Regions from separate parts of the Arachis hypogaea genome. Here region 2 is linked to region 1. The links are chromatin contacts, called in public Hi-C maps. All regions are on one chromosome and are shown on one strand. Each heading gives the region's core, a stretch centred on a gene start, on an enhancer-like site or on the middle of the called end of the contact. The rest is flanking DNA. Distances are from core to core; before and after follow the strand shown. Region 1 has its middle 27 kb from the start of LOC112782117. Region 2 holds the start of LOC112776756 (auxin-responsive protein IAA14).

What was found. Hi-C and Micro-C count contacts between places; a contact is called where the count stands out from the background.
Region 2: a contact with region 1 is called in a Hi-C map of leaf, with 2.0 times the contacts expected there. The contact joins the promoter of LOC112776756 here to the enhancer-like site in region 1. A contact is called at or near these places in 2 of 8 Hi-C or Micro-C datasets (both in leaf).

What each region holds. Positions count from the first base shown.
Region 1 is chr19:118,580,318-118,588,055 of arahy.Tifrunner.gnm2.J5K5, forward strand. No RefSeq gene overlaps it. Among protein-coding and RNA genes, the nearest start is that of LOC112782117, 27 kb to the left of the region's middle. Within about 2 kb of position 3,059, at least 1 of the 3 cell types and tissues checked has open chromatin away from gene starts, as enhancers often do.
Region 2 is chr19:118,658,921-118,666,658 of arahy.Tifrunner.gnm2.J5K5, forward strand. LOC112776756 (auxin-responsive protein IAA14) reads left to right here and starts at 5,086. Exons shown (of 5, transcript XM_025820996.2): 1 at 5,086-6,111; 2 at 6,455-6,732; 3 at 7,295-7,430. The coding sequence starts at 5,837.

The sequences.
Region 1 (7,738 bases), core at 1,809-4,308:
CTAGATTATCATGTCTTTTTTAATAATCCTATGACCAAGAATAATTTAGATTAAATTATAAAAGATTTATCTCTCAATATTATGATGATCACTATCATAATGATAAATTTCTAAATTTAACCAAAAACCTTATTATATTAACATTTTAATATAATAACAATATCATATTATTTGACACATAATTAATTGAATTATGATCATACTATTTATTTCCAACAATGTCATTGTTGGAGAGAGAAAGACAAAGAAAGAGAATTTCACAATTGAAGTTACAGTTGTTGTCATCACTATTATCGCTTCTTTAGCTTCTTCCTCTTTCTTTCTCTGGTTAATCTCTCTCTCTCCACTCTCTCCACACAGAAAAAGAGTAATTTTGTCCTTAGCAAAGTTTGTGACTGCAGAAAATGGTTTTAAAATAAAATAAATAGTAAAAATTATTTTAAACATAAAATTTTTTTAAGAATAATTTTAATTTTCGATTAATAAAATCACAGGAATTAAAATTGTACTTAATTCTTATATTATTTTATATTTTATGGAATATGTTAAATTTAAGGGATGTTTCTGAATTTTTTAAATGAGAATAAAGATATATGTATTACTTTAAAAGTGGTAGTATGCCTTTAAACACGAAAAAAAAAAGTAAAATATAACAAAAATCAAAAATAAAAAGAGGGAAAAAAAAAGAAAGAGAAACAAAAGGTAGAAGGACATCTTAGAGGATCTCATTCTTGTTTTGTGTGAAAGAATGTTTAAATGTTTAGAAAAATTTAATGTACAAACATCATTACTTTTTAAACGTTAAAATCCCGGTTTCAAACATTGTTTAAAAATATATTTTAAATAATAAAAGCTTAAATTTACTTTTCATGTCAAAAAATTATCCTTTAACTAACAATTATATTATATATAAACAAAAAAATTAATTATTAAATTAATTATTCGTATAAAATATATATTAAAAATAGTTATATATATATATATATATATATATATATATATTTGTGTTAGTAACCAATCTTTATGTACACATAAAATTTTTGTTTAACCAAATAAAGTTAATTTTTTTAATTTTGAACATGTCATCAAAGTTTAGTCAATTAAGAATTTAATAACTAACCTGGTAAAATTCACATGACATGAAACTGGAATAAAGTTACCAATGTTTTACGACTACGGATAATTCAATTATCAGATCAAAACTAACTCAATTCGATTTAATTGATTTTGTACTCATCGAATAATTGGATTTGATTAAATCTGACCTTAATTAATTCTGCTATTAATTTTATAATTGTAGAATTTGAATTAATCTGATTATCCGATTAATGTTATATTATATTATAAAATTAAAATATATATACTAATTTTATCACCTTACCCCCCCCCCCAAAAAAAAATTCTTTAGTAATCAGTAGTCACCACCCTGTGTTCTCCTCTCTTGTCAGTTTATTTTGTGATGCTTAAAGAACTTAATAACTAACATTATGTGGTTTATTTTACGATATTTTTTTGTACAATTTTAAATATTTAAAAATGTTCAAACTATGAATATTAGATGTTTTTTTTAAGTATAAATATGATGATATATTTTAGTTTGTAATTCACCTATTTTTTGTTTTTTATTTTTTATTTTTACTGTTACATATTATAGAAAGTTTTTTTTTTCTGAATTTTTTCTACTTTTTCTAAATTTAATTTTTAATCAAATGCTTGATTATCCGAATTAATCTAACTTGAATTTAATCAGTTTAGATTGGTTTAAATTCACTTAAAAAAACCTCTTATTCGATCTATCCTGAACCAATTAATTTTTATTGATTCGATTCTTATTTTTTTTCTAAACTCAAACTAATCGGACCAGTGTACATCCCAAACTAAAGTTTTCATATTGCTTAAGGATAACACCGTGGCATTAGAAGAGTTTGAATATCCTTCCGCGCACTATATGAGCTAGGTACGAGTGAACTTTGATCCATATTATAAATATAATTAAGACATTGTTTAAGAACAAGTCGTTAACATTTTCAACTAGTGATATTTAAGGGAATCTTACAAAATGTCTCCAAAAGAATTATTGCAAATAACACTTTCCATTTCTTTTATAATTAAAATAAGTTTAGCTCCAAGAAAAATATTATATGAAAGATAAAAAATAATTAAAGCTTATACTACGAAATGGACACAATTAAAAAGAACTACACACATCATCATTTTTGCATGAATTTATTTTTATAGAGATATAATCATTTATGTATTTTATTCTAGCAGTTTAAATTTTTAAGAGAAATAATTTCATAACACATTTAAAATATTAAAAATTTAGAAACATGTGATCACTTTTTCAATTTTAATAAATCCATCAAAAGCATCCTTTGACGACTAGTTCATTTGTTACCACTGCTTCAGTTTAAATTCTTATCCATTACTTCAATCATTTTCGAAATGATCCGATGGCAGATCAGATCATCCTAGAGGGGGAAATTAAGTTTCTTAATTTAAGATATATTTTGTATAATATAAAATAGAAGAGAGTACTATAATTTTCTTAATATGCCCAAATAAGTTGATCTTTTCAATCAATCATTGATCAATAGTAAACGTAACTGTTGACTAGTATTTTCATATGTAATAAAAATTTTAGCCGACATGTTAACATAGCTTAATAAGTCACCTTACACATTGAATTATTCAATTAAGTAGTGCTGCTTGTGATAGATAGGTTGTGCCTACCTAATAAATTTTCTTCCTCTTCTTGTGTCCCTACTCGCACACACTATTCTCCAGGTATTACGTTTTTGACCACAGGACCACTTAAAGTTTGACCAGGTTTTTATTGACCTTACAACAAAATATAGATATAATAATAATAACTAATTAGGACCACTACTCTTAAAAATTCCCTTAGCTAATAAAAATACATAATGTGGTGTAAAATGTGGAATATGGGATTATCTAAAATTAGAGTCACTGTCCAAATTAGATAAGGATATGCATGGGATTTCCCTGCACCAAAAATTGGCTTCTTGTATTCTTTTGTGATTAAGACCCCATTGAGGATTTCTGAACTCTAAAAGACGAAAAGAGTATGTTTTTATTTTTGGACAAGTCCATCTTCGCCAAGTTCTCTTAGAATATGTGGCCAAGATGATATGAATCCAATGGATACTTATCATTGAGGTAGGTTAGAAAGAAACAATCCAAGATGGGGTTAAGGAAGGGATGTTGACATGGCAAGGGCACAGCTAGGGTTTGAGATGTTTCTTGCTCTTAGGCGATGTGACCTGTCTCTAAGTAATCACCATGCCCTAAAAAGCTATATAGTTATGATATGAAAATGATGTAGTCCTTCATCATCTATCATGTGCTCTGCTGGAGAAGCTTCAAGATTTGCTGTATGTTACACCCTCTCTTGCAACCCCATTTTTCTTAAAAAAAATAAAATAAAAATATTTCTTACAATATTTACCATCCATAAATAATTCGTTTTTGCGTATTTGAAAATTGTTATATGTATAAAGTATAATTCACACTTTCAAGACATTCGAGATATAACTATTCATGTGTCTTTTTTTATTAATTTAAGATTTTGAGAAAAAATTGTATCATGATATGATATGAGAGTTTCTATAATTGAAAAAAAGTATAAAGCAAATAAAAAAGATAAAAGAATGCCTATGCAAAATTTATGCAAGGCCAAAAGTAACTTTTGTGTGAGAGATGTATTAGAAATATAATTATTAATGATATAAAATTAAAAATATAATTATTTATATATTTTTTATTAATTTAATTAATTTTTTTTAAAATAGCTTTATTATATGATATTAAACTTTTATATATGAAACGTTTAGAATTTAATTTTTATAAAACCCTAAAATAAAAGTTTATACAAAAATTCATGTAAATTCAAAATAAAACTTTTATGTAAAACGAACGTACTAAAAATATAATTATTTATATCTCCTCCTATCACTTTAAATATTTAAGAAAAAAAATTTCATGGCACTCATATCATAAAGAGGCCTCTAGTACTTCATCATATATGGCCTCGGTGGTTCTTTGTATTTGCATTCCAATTTCGTTGCTAATGTTCACATTATTTTCCTTGCCAAATTAAAGCCCGCAGGAATTGTATACTAGCTCCACTAGCATTTTCATTTTTGGCATAATCTATTAATTTTAACTTGAAATATGTATATACATTGGCATGGGATAGAAATGATTTCATGTGCTTTTATTCCATGATAATTAATCCAAGATGCGATAGCAATTGTTTAATTACTATACAACATGTTATAATTGTTCACTAAAATGCATGTGCTAATAGCTTAATGGAAGGTTCCTAGAAGAGAATCTACCCCATTAAAAAAATATGAGTGATAAAAATATATAATATATGCATTTCTGTCGGGCCTTGGCGATGTCCGAAGAATTATTTTATTTTGCTTTCTAACATCCAACGAATTTAATTAAATGGAAAAGGAAGGGGAAATAGCAAGATGAAAAGAACATGGAGATCTTAGACGAAATTGCATTTAAACTTTTGTGGCGGTTATTATGTCTTAGAAGAATTTTATACATGAAAACTATAGAGAGTAGTATGAAGACTGACCTAAATTCTGTTAAGGCTATATTTAATTTTGAAAACAGAATAAGATAAAAAAAATAGGATATAAAAATTAATTTTTTTATATTTTATTTAGTAATAAACAAAAATAAATAAAAAAAATATAATAATAAAAATTATAATTATAAAAATTTGATAAAAATAATGAAAGAAAAATAAAAAATAAATTATATTTTTTGTTAGTGTCTTTGTCTCTTTTTTATCAGAAAGGATATAAAATACGTTAATTCACTGTCTCTGGATATAATATCTCTGTCCATATTTTATCTATTAAACATAATTTTGTGTCTATGTTCCTATCTCAGTGTCCCGTAACTATAAATAAATGCATCGTTAATGGCAGTTCAAGAATTTCCAAAATTGACATATGAAAAATAACAGACTTTGCATTACTTGTATCACAAGTCAACTGATGTATGTGTGTTTGTAACCATGCAGTATATAAGGGAATTCTCCCTATCACTTGTAACAACAATCAATAAAATACTCAATGAATGAATTGATACTTCAAATTCTCATCATCTTTATTTTCTCTTTACTCTCTTTTGTTCTTTTTTTAGTCTCTTTTTTTACAATGTAGCTTCTCTTACATGGTATTCAGAGCTTAGTATTTAGATCCATAGCTTTAGTCACCACCACTTCTGCAAATTCTAAAACGCTTTTTAGTTCTATGCTTGATAAACTTATTAACAATTTTTTAACATGGCAACAACAAGCAATGTTCACCATCAGAGGTCATAATCTTTAAGAACATCTATTTAGATAACGTTCCTCAACAATTTGCTTCTAATGAAGCGAAATTGGCTAGTACAGTCTCTTTAACTTTAAATGGATGCTACAAGATTACAATTTAAGCTCATGGTTGTTAGCTTTTGTTGATGCTTCATTCAAAAACAAATTAGTTCATTGTACTTCTGCATTTGAAATCTGGGATAAAATCTGGGATAAAATCCAGAAACATTTTGTTTCTTCTACTAAAACCATCATTAAACAACTTAGAACTCAAATAAAAGGGATAAAAAAGTTTAATCTTTCTGCAACTGAACAAAATCAAGAATCTTGTTGAACCTTTTTTTGTTATAGGATATGATGTTTCAACTGAAGATCACGTTTCTGCAATCTGTGATAGCTTGCTTGAAGATTTCTCAAATTGTATTACAACAATTCAAGCAAAACATGAACTCTAGAAATTGGGTGAAATTGAAGCTATGATCATATCTCTTGTATAGATGCTTGAAAGGTTTCACTACATACAAGAAAAACGTTGAGTATCGTCGGATTTGTCGTCGAACGTTAACGGAGAGATTTTTCGTCGGATTAGGTAGCAAATTCGTAATCTTAAAATATTACCGTCGGAATAATATTTCCAGCGATAACGTTCAACGGTAATATTTGGAGGGAAAAAAGAAATTTTTGCGCACTCACTACCATCGGATTTATCGGTAGAAAGATCCGACGGTAACAAAGTTTAGTGAAATGCTGCGTTTTCGGTACACATAAAATGTTACTGTCGAATTAATTCGACGATAAATCCGATGGTAACAGTACCCGAAATAAAAGTGTGAACGTTGTCTCCCCCATTTTGAATTTCACACTCTCTCTCTTCATCTCCACCCTTTCTCTCTCATCACTACTACCACCTCCGTTCCTTGCCCTTCCTGTTGCTGCTGAGAGCACCGCCGTCGCCACCCCCTCTTTCTTCTCCTTCTTTCCCTGCCCCTCTCTCTCTCCTTCGCTGTCACCACCATCTGTCATCACCACCATCTACTGTCACCACCATCTACCGCCATAGCAACTTTGACGACCACTACTGCAACATCCACGTCTTCCCTTATTTCTGTGGTTCTTCATTAAGGTTTAATGAACAAATCTTTTCCAATTCAATTAATTTAGTTTAGTTTAAGTAGAATTTTTATTTTAATTTTGAATCGGTTTCAAAGTTAGTTCAGTTTAGTTTTCTAATATTAGTGTATTTAGGTTGATTAAGTTAGGTTAGATTCAATACATTAGGTTTTGAATAGTTGAAGTGTTTGAAATTATCTAATTATATTAATTACTACGTTGATGAATATTTTGCTAAGAAATTATTGCTGAGATTGTTTGATAATTGTTTAATTTTAGTTTAATTTAGTTTAGGTTTGAGTAGAATTAGAATTTTATTTTTGAATAATCAGTTTCAAAGTTAGTTAAGTTTGATTTTTTAATTTTAGTGTATTTAGGTTGATTAAGTTATGTTTGATTCAATACATTAGATTTTGAATGCCTGAAGTGTTTGAAATTGTCTAATTGTGTTAATTGCTGCGTTGGTGACTGTTTTACTGAGATTGTTGCTGAGATTGTTTGATAATTTTTTAATTTTAGTTTAATTTAGTTTAGGTTTGAGTAGAATTAGAATTTTAATTTTGAATCAGTTTCGAAGTTAGTTTAGTTTAGTTTTCTAATCTTAGTGGATTTAGGTTGATTAAGTTATGTTTGATTTAATACATTAGATTTTGAATGCTTGAAGTGTTTGTAACTGTCTAATTATGTTAATTGCTATTAATTGCTACGTTGATGACTGTTTTATTGAAAAATTTTTGCTGAGATTATTTGATAATTTGATGATACATGCAGACACGATGACAGGAAGAGGTGCTGTTGATCAAGCTACTAGTCGTGGTCGTAACTGTGGTTGGGGTAGAGGGAAGGTTTCTTTTGGTGCCCCGGGATTTTTGGATCCTCTCTCTTTACTCCGACCACCCCAGTCACGCCACACGTTGCGGGTTTAGCAGACTAGCCATTCATCATGGTCCTTAATCCCATCTACGTGCCTCCATCCACGGCGGGACGCAACCTCCGAATGCTTAGCAGCCCACATCCACGGCGATGCTAACTCCAACGACGGATGCCACGGTTCCAGAGTCTAGCCACAGAAGTGAGGCAGCAACTAATGCCCCTCCACCACCTCCATCCACACGGTTACGCATTTGGCCTGATGGCAGCACGGAATAAGTAACACGTTCAATGCTCATGGATTTTCTATTTATGGTTATCGCTGAAAGTGCCTGAATTATTTCTACTTTAGTTGATTTAAGTGTTAATTGGTGGTTATTATTTTCTAATTTTAAT
Region 2 (7,738 bases), core at 3,836-6,335, 81 kb after region 1:
AAATGTTGTTTGTATTGTATTTGCATGATTAAGCTGAGAATGAAAGCACTTTTTCCTCCATCTTCCCCTTCAACCGTGGATTGGTGCTACTTTGTGGTTTTATTTAAGAGGTGCTGTGATGATTTCATATTCTCCTTAAGAATGTTACTTTATGTGTTGGCTGGATCCTAATTTTATCAATGAATGCTATATCATTGTCTAGTATTGGCACCATATAAAATATCCATTCTTAAATACTTGTCCTATCTATAATCTTACTTTGTATGCGTGTGTGTGACATCATTTCTAATGCCTGTGCTATATCCAATGTTTTCACATTCATTTGAGCATCATGAAGGTGAATAGTAAGTTAAGAAATAATATCCTATGTTTAAAAAATAGCAATAACTAGTTTGTCATAGATGGTCAAAGAATTGTGCATCTGTACTGGGGATTGTAGATAGTGAATTTATTATGTATGATCATGCTAAAAAGTACTTATCATGTATGATCATGCTATCACTTCATATTTTGATGGGTTTTTTATTGTGCAGGAGTCTGATTTAGTTTGATTTAGATAGTTTATTAGAGTAGAATAATGTAACATCTTCAGCCAAAATAATTGCTGGCTCAACACCTCTGAAGCAGAATCAGAGGCATGAAGGTAATGCAAGGATTATTAGAAGCATACTCTCAAATAAAAAAATGCGCCAAAATCAGTCAGCCATGCCTCAATCAGAGCAGGCAGTACCAACATCTGATCTACAAAAAGAAAGATAACCACCTCGCCCTGTACATGTGCAATTGATTTGGAAGTAATTTATTTTTAAAAAATAATTTGTATTATTCTCAAATAGAAGATCTTATGACTGCTAATTTATTATGGCAACTTAAATTTTGTTTAAGGATAATTTTATTATTTCAAGAATATTGAATTGTATTATTATGTATTTATTTTTATTTAATAATATTTTACTAATTTAATTAAAAATATAGGATTATATATATAATTATATTATTAAATATTAGGTTTTAGAAAAAAAATATATATATATATACACAGAAAATAAAAAAAAAAGCAATGATGGATCTAAGGCTACACTTATATACAGTAGCTATGGTATACAAAAAAAAAAACGAGGGACCTAAGGCTACACTTATAAAGGGTAGCCATGGTATACAATGTGGCTACGCTTTACAGGTGATGCAGTAGCACTGAAAAGCGTAGCCTATTCTGTTAAAAATGGAAGCTGAAAAGCGTAGCCTTTGGTTCTGAACAGCATCACTTGAAAAGCACACCCTATTTCCAAATACCAAAAGCGTAACCCTTGGTGCAGAAAAGCGTAGCCTTTGAGAATAGGCAACGGCCGAATAGGAATCACCTCAAAAAGCGTAGCCGTAGCCCAGAAAGCGTAGCCGTAGCCTAAGGAATCATTTTTTTTCACTTTTGGCTACACTTTTCAAGTGTACCTAAATGGGTGTTTTTTTTGTAGTGATTATATTAACTTAAGGCTTATAACGTTTTCTTGGTACATTTCCTACTTCAAAATTCAAGCATCTTACACTTCTTCTTAAATTCTAAGTTAACATATAATTAATTTCTAATTCCTAAATTAACTTCATCCTAAATCTTAAATAATTAACTTTAACCTTGAACCTTAAATTAGCATATAATAATCAAATCCTAAATCCTAAATTAACATATCACTAATTCCTAAATACTAAATAAACTTCATCTTAAATCTTAGCATATGATAACCAAATCCTAAATTCTAAATTATCTTAACCCTAAACCCTAAATTAGAATATAATAATCAAACCTAAATTAACTTATAATAACTAAATCCTAAATTAACTTAAACAAGAAAAAAGAGGGACCATAAAACTTGAAAGGCGAACAAAGAGAAAGTGGGAGTCGCGTTGGTGATGGACGGCAACGGCGTCGGTGCTGGACGGCGGTGGCAGACGAACAGAGAGAAAAAAGGAGTCACTATTAACGGAGGGGAGAGGAGACAGCTACAGGAGGGACAGGTGGCGGCAGGACTGACGGAGCGGCAGGGAGAGGAGGCGGTTAGAATGAGAAAGGGAGAAAAGAGGTTAGAGAGAGAGAAAGAGAGAGAGAGAGAGAGAGAATTTCAAAATGAAGAGAGAGAGGATTCACGCTTTAAATTTTAGGGCTCGTTACCGTCGGATTTACCATCGGATAAATCCGCTGGTAACTCGTTTCGGGTCACCAAAATGCAGCGTTTCACAAAAATGAGTTTACTGGTAGATTGTTCTGACAGTAAATCTCATGCTAAATTTTGCGCCTATTTCTCCCATTTTTAATCTAAGTATTACCGTCGAAAATGGGAATCTACCAGTAACGATTTGACTAAACGAATTTCACAGCGCTTTTTGTAGTAAAAGATGGCGAGAACCTATCAAAATTGGTATAAACTGGTCCGACTGAACTGTTCGGATGAAAATTCTAAAATCGATGCATGCTCCCTTTACTACTAAGTTATGTTGTTCCTTGCCATTCTATAAGCTACTTATTAATTATATAGTAAAAACGTACAATAATTTTATTAGATATTTTAATTTTATACTCACTTATATTTAAATTAATTATATTTTTATTATTCATAATTATTAATATAAATATAAATATTATTAAATACGTATAACTAAAAAATATCAAATATTTTTATTAATTATAATATAATTTTTCTTTTTATGATTATATGATATTTATTAATATTATTTTTTAATAAATATATATAGTATATAAGAATATAATAAATATAAATCAATTAGTTAGTTATTAAAATAAAAAATAGTTACTTTAATATAAAAATAAAATTAAAAATTTTTATTATAAAAAATACAAAATTTTTATATAATTATTTAATAATAATTAAATTATAACTTGTTGATTATAATTTGTTGAGACTTGATTGTTCTTAAAATATTAGTGAGGATATGTATTTAAATTTTAATTTTTAATTTTGATTATTTTATATTTTTTATTTATAAAGAATTGGTTCTTTCGGTTTAATCAGTAATTTATATTAATTAAACTAATAAATCAATAATTTGACTAATTTAGTCATTTATTCTATTCTGATAACTATGATAAAATCTAAGGAATCATTTTAATTTTTGTCTCTTAAAATAATTATATGTTTTAAATAGTTATCAAAATGAATTCTATGAACTCTGTTACGGATCGGACCCACAGATTCTACATCCGGCATAACTTCTAAACTCGGTATGTAATCCGGATCCGAATCACATTACCCTTTCAGAATGTCCGAAACTGATCTATTAGAACTTCTAACCAACTTTTGAATTCAAACGTCTCCCTTATCTTAGCCAAACAAGATAAGATAAGATAACTACCATCACCTATAAATAAAGAATCCAGGTCCCTCCAGGTATTCACTCATTCTACACACCTTATACCTCTTAGATCCATTCTGACTTAAGCGTCGGAGTGTCTTTACAGGTACCTTCCCCCCTCATTGCTTCCCCCCTCATTGCTCCAGTGAGATAGCCCGGCATCCGTCTCGACTCGCAAATTTTCGATCTATCACTCAACTCATACCGGAGGCATCGAGTACAAACTCTAAAAGTGAGTATATTCGATAGCATTGGTTTTAATTAATGGCATCTATAAAAAATGTAATAGATATATATTATAATAATATATATAGTTATTTATACCTTAATGTAAAAATAATTCTTTGCTTTAAATTCTCAAAATAATACTCACCTTTTGAGTGAATAAAATTTAGAGTAATGTTAGAGGACTAATAGAATTTTATTATTTTTGGTCAATAATTTATAATTAGTTACTATTATTGAAAAATATTGGCTAAAGTCTAAAAGTATATTATTAGGTTACTAAACTAAAAATATTGAGTTGATGACTAAAAATATTAGTCAATATAAAATAAAATTATTAACCCTTGAGTTTTTCTCTTAAATTTAGAATCTATTAGGAGATATTTTGGCCAGACTTGGTTTAAAACGTTTTGAAGAGTTATTTGTTCTTTTTAAAAATATAAATACCTTGTTTTATATTTAGTAAATAAAAAAATAATGTACTTATGTTTGTAATTTTAATTTTAAAAGTTGAATGTGTTTAATAAAGAGTTTTTTAAGTTGGTTTATATTTATTAAAATTAAACAATCTGATATAATCTTATATTTATGTTTATTATAATCTTTTTAAATTTTAAAAATTATTTTTTAAATGCAATTGTTTTTTTATGTTTATTGAAAGTTATTTTTAGTTTGATTTATTAAATAGAGATGGTACAACTTAAAAGAAAAAGATAATCTTTTAAAAGATAATTTTCATAGATTATTTTTTAAAAAATAAAAAGTTTACTAAATCAAGCCGTAGTTAGTCCAAAATTATATATTTAAAGAATTGTTCGAAATTTCACGCACGAACATATATGTAAACTTATTAAGAGGAGAAAAGTTTTAGAGCAATAGTTAAATTATTTTTGTGTAATTTTGAAGTTATTAATTAAAATTATAGAATTATTCATAGATATAATTATTAGATTAGGCTGCCTGTGTTATATTTTTTGATGTAAGAATATATATGTATTCCACATTAATATCTAAGATTAAAGCTTATCATCAATAATCTATATTGAAAATTGAACATATTATAAAACTTTAAGTGGACAAACTTTAAACATATGATCCAACTATTTGAGGTGGTAAATAATCATGATATATCCGCGCATGGAAATTTCCAAAATTACATGTATATATTAATTACATTATATATTCATTTCCTAGTGAAGATGACAGAGAAAGAAATTATAGAGGGTGCACTATTTTAGATAACTAAACATGGTAACCAGTCCTCAAATGAGAGGACAGCAGAAGACGGAAAACTAACAAGACCAAGTGCCATGCATGTGCCTTGAAAATTACAACAAAGGTTGATTAGTACATTTGGGGAGACATATTTTGGAAGCCATTAACATTTTGGTAGGTACCCTCAAATAATAATCCCGTTTATCATCAAAGGAGAAATAATTGTTCAACTATATATTATATATAAATTTTTTTTTTTTTTTTATCGACACGACTATTTTGTTATCTTTGGAATTTCAGTGTACTTTATATTTTTTAATTTTTAGTGATTATATAAATTTAATAATATTTAAAAATTTTAAACTTATAACCACATTTTTTATATTATAATTTTTTTATTTTTAAAGTTAAAAAAATTAAATATTAAAAAATTATTATTTTAATAACACAATTATCTAATTACTGTAACTATCATAACATAATAGTTGTAATTTTTTAACAATATTTTTTGATTTGATAAATTAAAAATTAATTTATTATTAATTAAAATTATCATTTAAAAATTTATTATTAACTAATAAATTATTATATATATATATATAGACTCAAAAAAATTATTATATACATAAGATAAAATTTAACTCTTTAATACTTATTTAAGTAGATTATTAAAAACAAATTGGCTATAATAGTCATGTGAAAGAGTCCGTTAAGCCTACCCATTTGCAAAGATCAACGCCCCATATATGTCCAGGTGTCAGCATGCAATTGGATCCAAACATGATATGACATACACATGCAGTCACAAGCACAAGTTCCTCAAAGGGCCTATATTATTGAGGGGCTATCACATTCTCTCTCTCTCTCTACTGCTTCCAATTTCTATATAGCCAAACCAAGAAAGCATTATAATAGAAAGAAGAGAACACCATATTCATAAGAAACAGTTTGAGAGAGCAAAGAGAAAGAGAAAGAGAAATTAGAATTAGAAAAGAAGCTGAGAGAGTTCCATTTGATAACGGTAGAGCCAAAAATGGCAACTATGTTGGCAAAGGAGCATGGCTTGAATCTGAAGGAGACTGAGCTTTGCCTTGGCCTGCCCGGCGGAGGCGGAGGCGGAGGCGGAGGCGGAGACACGGCAACGGCAGAAACTCCGAGAGCCACCGGGAAGAGAGGGTTCTCTGAGACGGTTGATCTGAAGCTTAACCTTCAAGGCAATGATACTAACAAGGAAGATCTGAATGAGAATCTGAAGAATGTTCCAAAGGAGAAGACTCTCCTTAAGGACCCTGCCAAGCCACCCGCTAAGTATGTTTCCCTTAATTAATTCCTTTCATCTCCCTTATTTCGTTATATAATAAAATTATTCTTTTTTAAAAATTTAAATCGATAAAGGACATGAATATACTTATATTTTTAACATATTTTTTTTAAATAGGAGTTTTTTAAGGTATATTTAAATTTTTGTATAGATTTTTTTGTACTACTTTTTTTTTTCTTTTGAATGAAAACAAGTTAAAGATGACACTCTAGACTTTTTGTTTATAACTTCTCTTAAAAATTTAAATTGATATAAAAAATCATATTTTTAATACATTAATTTGATGAATTTAACTGAATATGAAAATATTATTATTATGACGATGATCAGAGCTCAAGTAGTTGGATGGCCACCAGTGAGGTCATACAGAAAGAACATGATGGCACAAAAGGTGAGCACTGAGGAAAATAACAATGGCAGCGCCACCACTGAGAAGACAACAAGCAGCGCCGCCGCTGCAGCCACCACCGCAGCTTCTACTGGTGGTTCATTTGTGAAGGTCTCCATGGATGGAGCTCCTTACCTTCGCAAGGTCGACCTGACAATGTACAAAAGCTACCAAGACTTATCTGATGCCTTGGCCAAAATGTTCAGCTCCTTCACCATGGGTTAGTACCATATCCATATTCATATTTCTTAGTTTAGATCTCCAAATTCGATTTACCATTTTTACACTTTATCAGTTCTCTATTATCGTTTAAATTTATTTAAATTTTATGAGTTTAATTCAATTACTTAGACCTCCAAAAGCTCTATTATTAGTTCAACTTTGATGAGACTGAACGTGTATATAATAATATGAAAGAAAATAGCACATAAAATTACAAAGTTACTATTATTATTATTATATATAATGAAATAAAAAATTAATTTTAATGCATTGTTTATATGCTGAAAATTAAATTCATATAATAATAGTTTTTAAATTTGTTTCTTTGATGCATGGGAATCTGTGTTGATGGTGCTATTAATTAGTAATATGTTTAATTTAATTTATATACATATTTGTTAGAATTGTTACATTCTGGGGTTACAGACTTACAGCTAGGCATATGTATAATTGTGTATGATTGTGGCCTGGGTTTTATTTGGGTGTGAATGATTAAGTAGTACTATTATTGATAATAATAATATTATTAAATTAGGGTGTTATTATTGTAATTGATGAAGGTAACTATGGGTCCCAAGGAATGATTGATTTCATGAATGAGAGCAAGTTGATGGATCTTCTGAACAGCTCTGAGTATGTGCCAACCTATGAAGATAAGGATGGTGACTGGATGCTCGTGGGTGATGTCCCATGGGAGTAAGTTTCTATTACCTTCATCTCACCACCACCGCCGTCGTTGCCGCCACCACCACCACTACTCTCTCCTCTCTACAATTTGATTACAGTTTTCATAACACTCGTTCATTCAAATACACAGTTAGGAAATTATCACCAAATTATTTATTTTGAAAATCTAAAATATAACTATTTTTGTTTACTTTCAATATAATTTCTTTTTTATATATTGACCTTTATTTAATTAGCTAGGTGCTATTTCCTTTATTTATATATATATACAAACATTTAAGTATTGTACTTATTATTATCAAAAAGAAAATTAAATG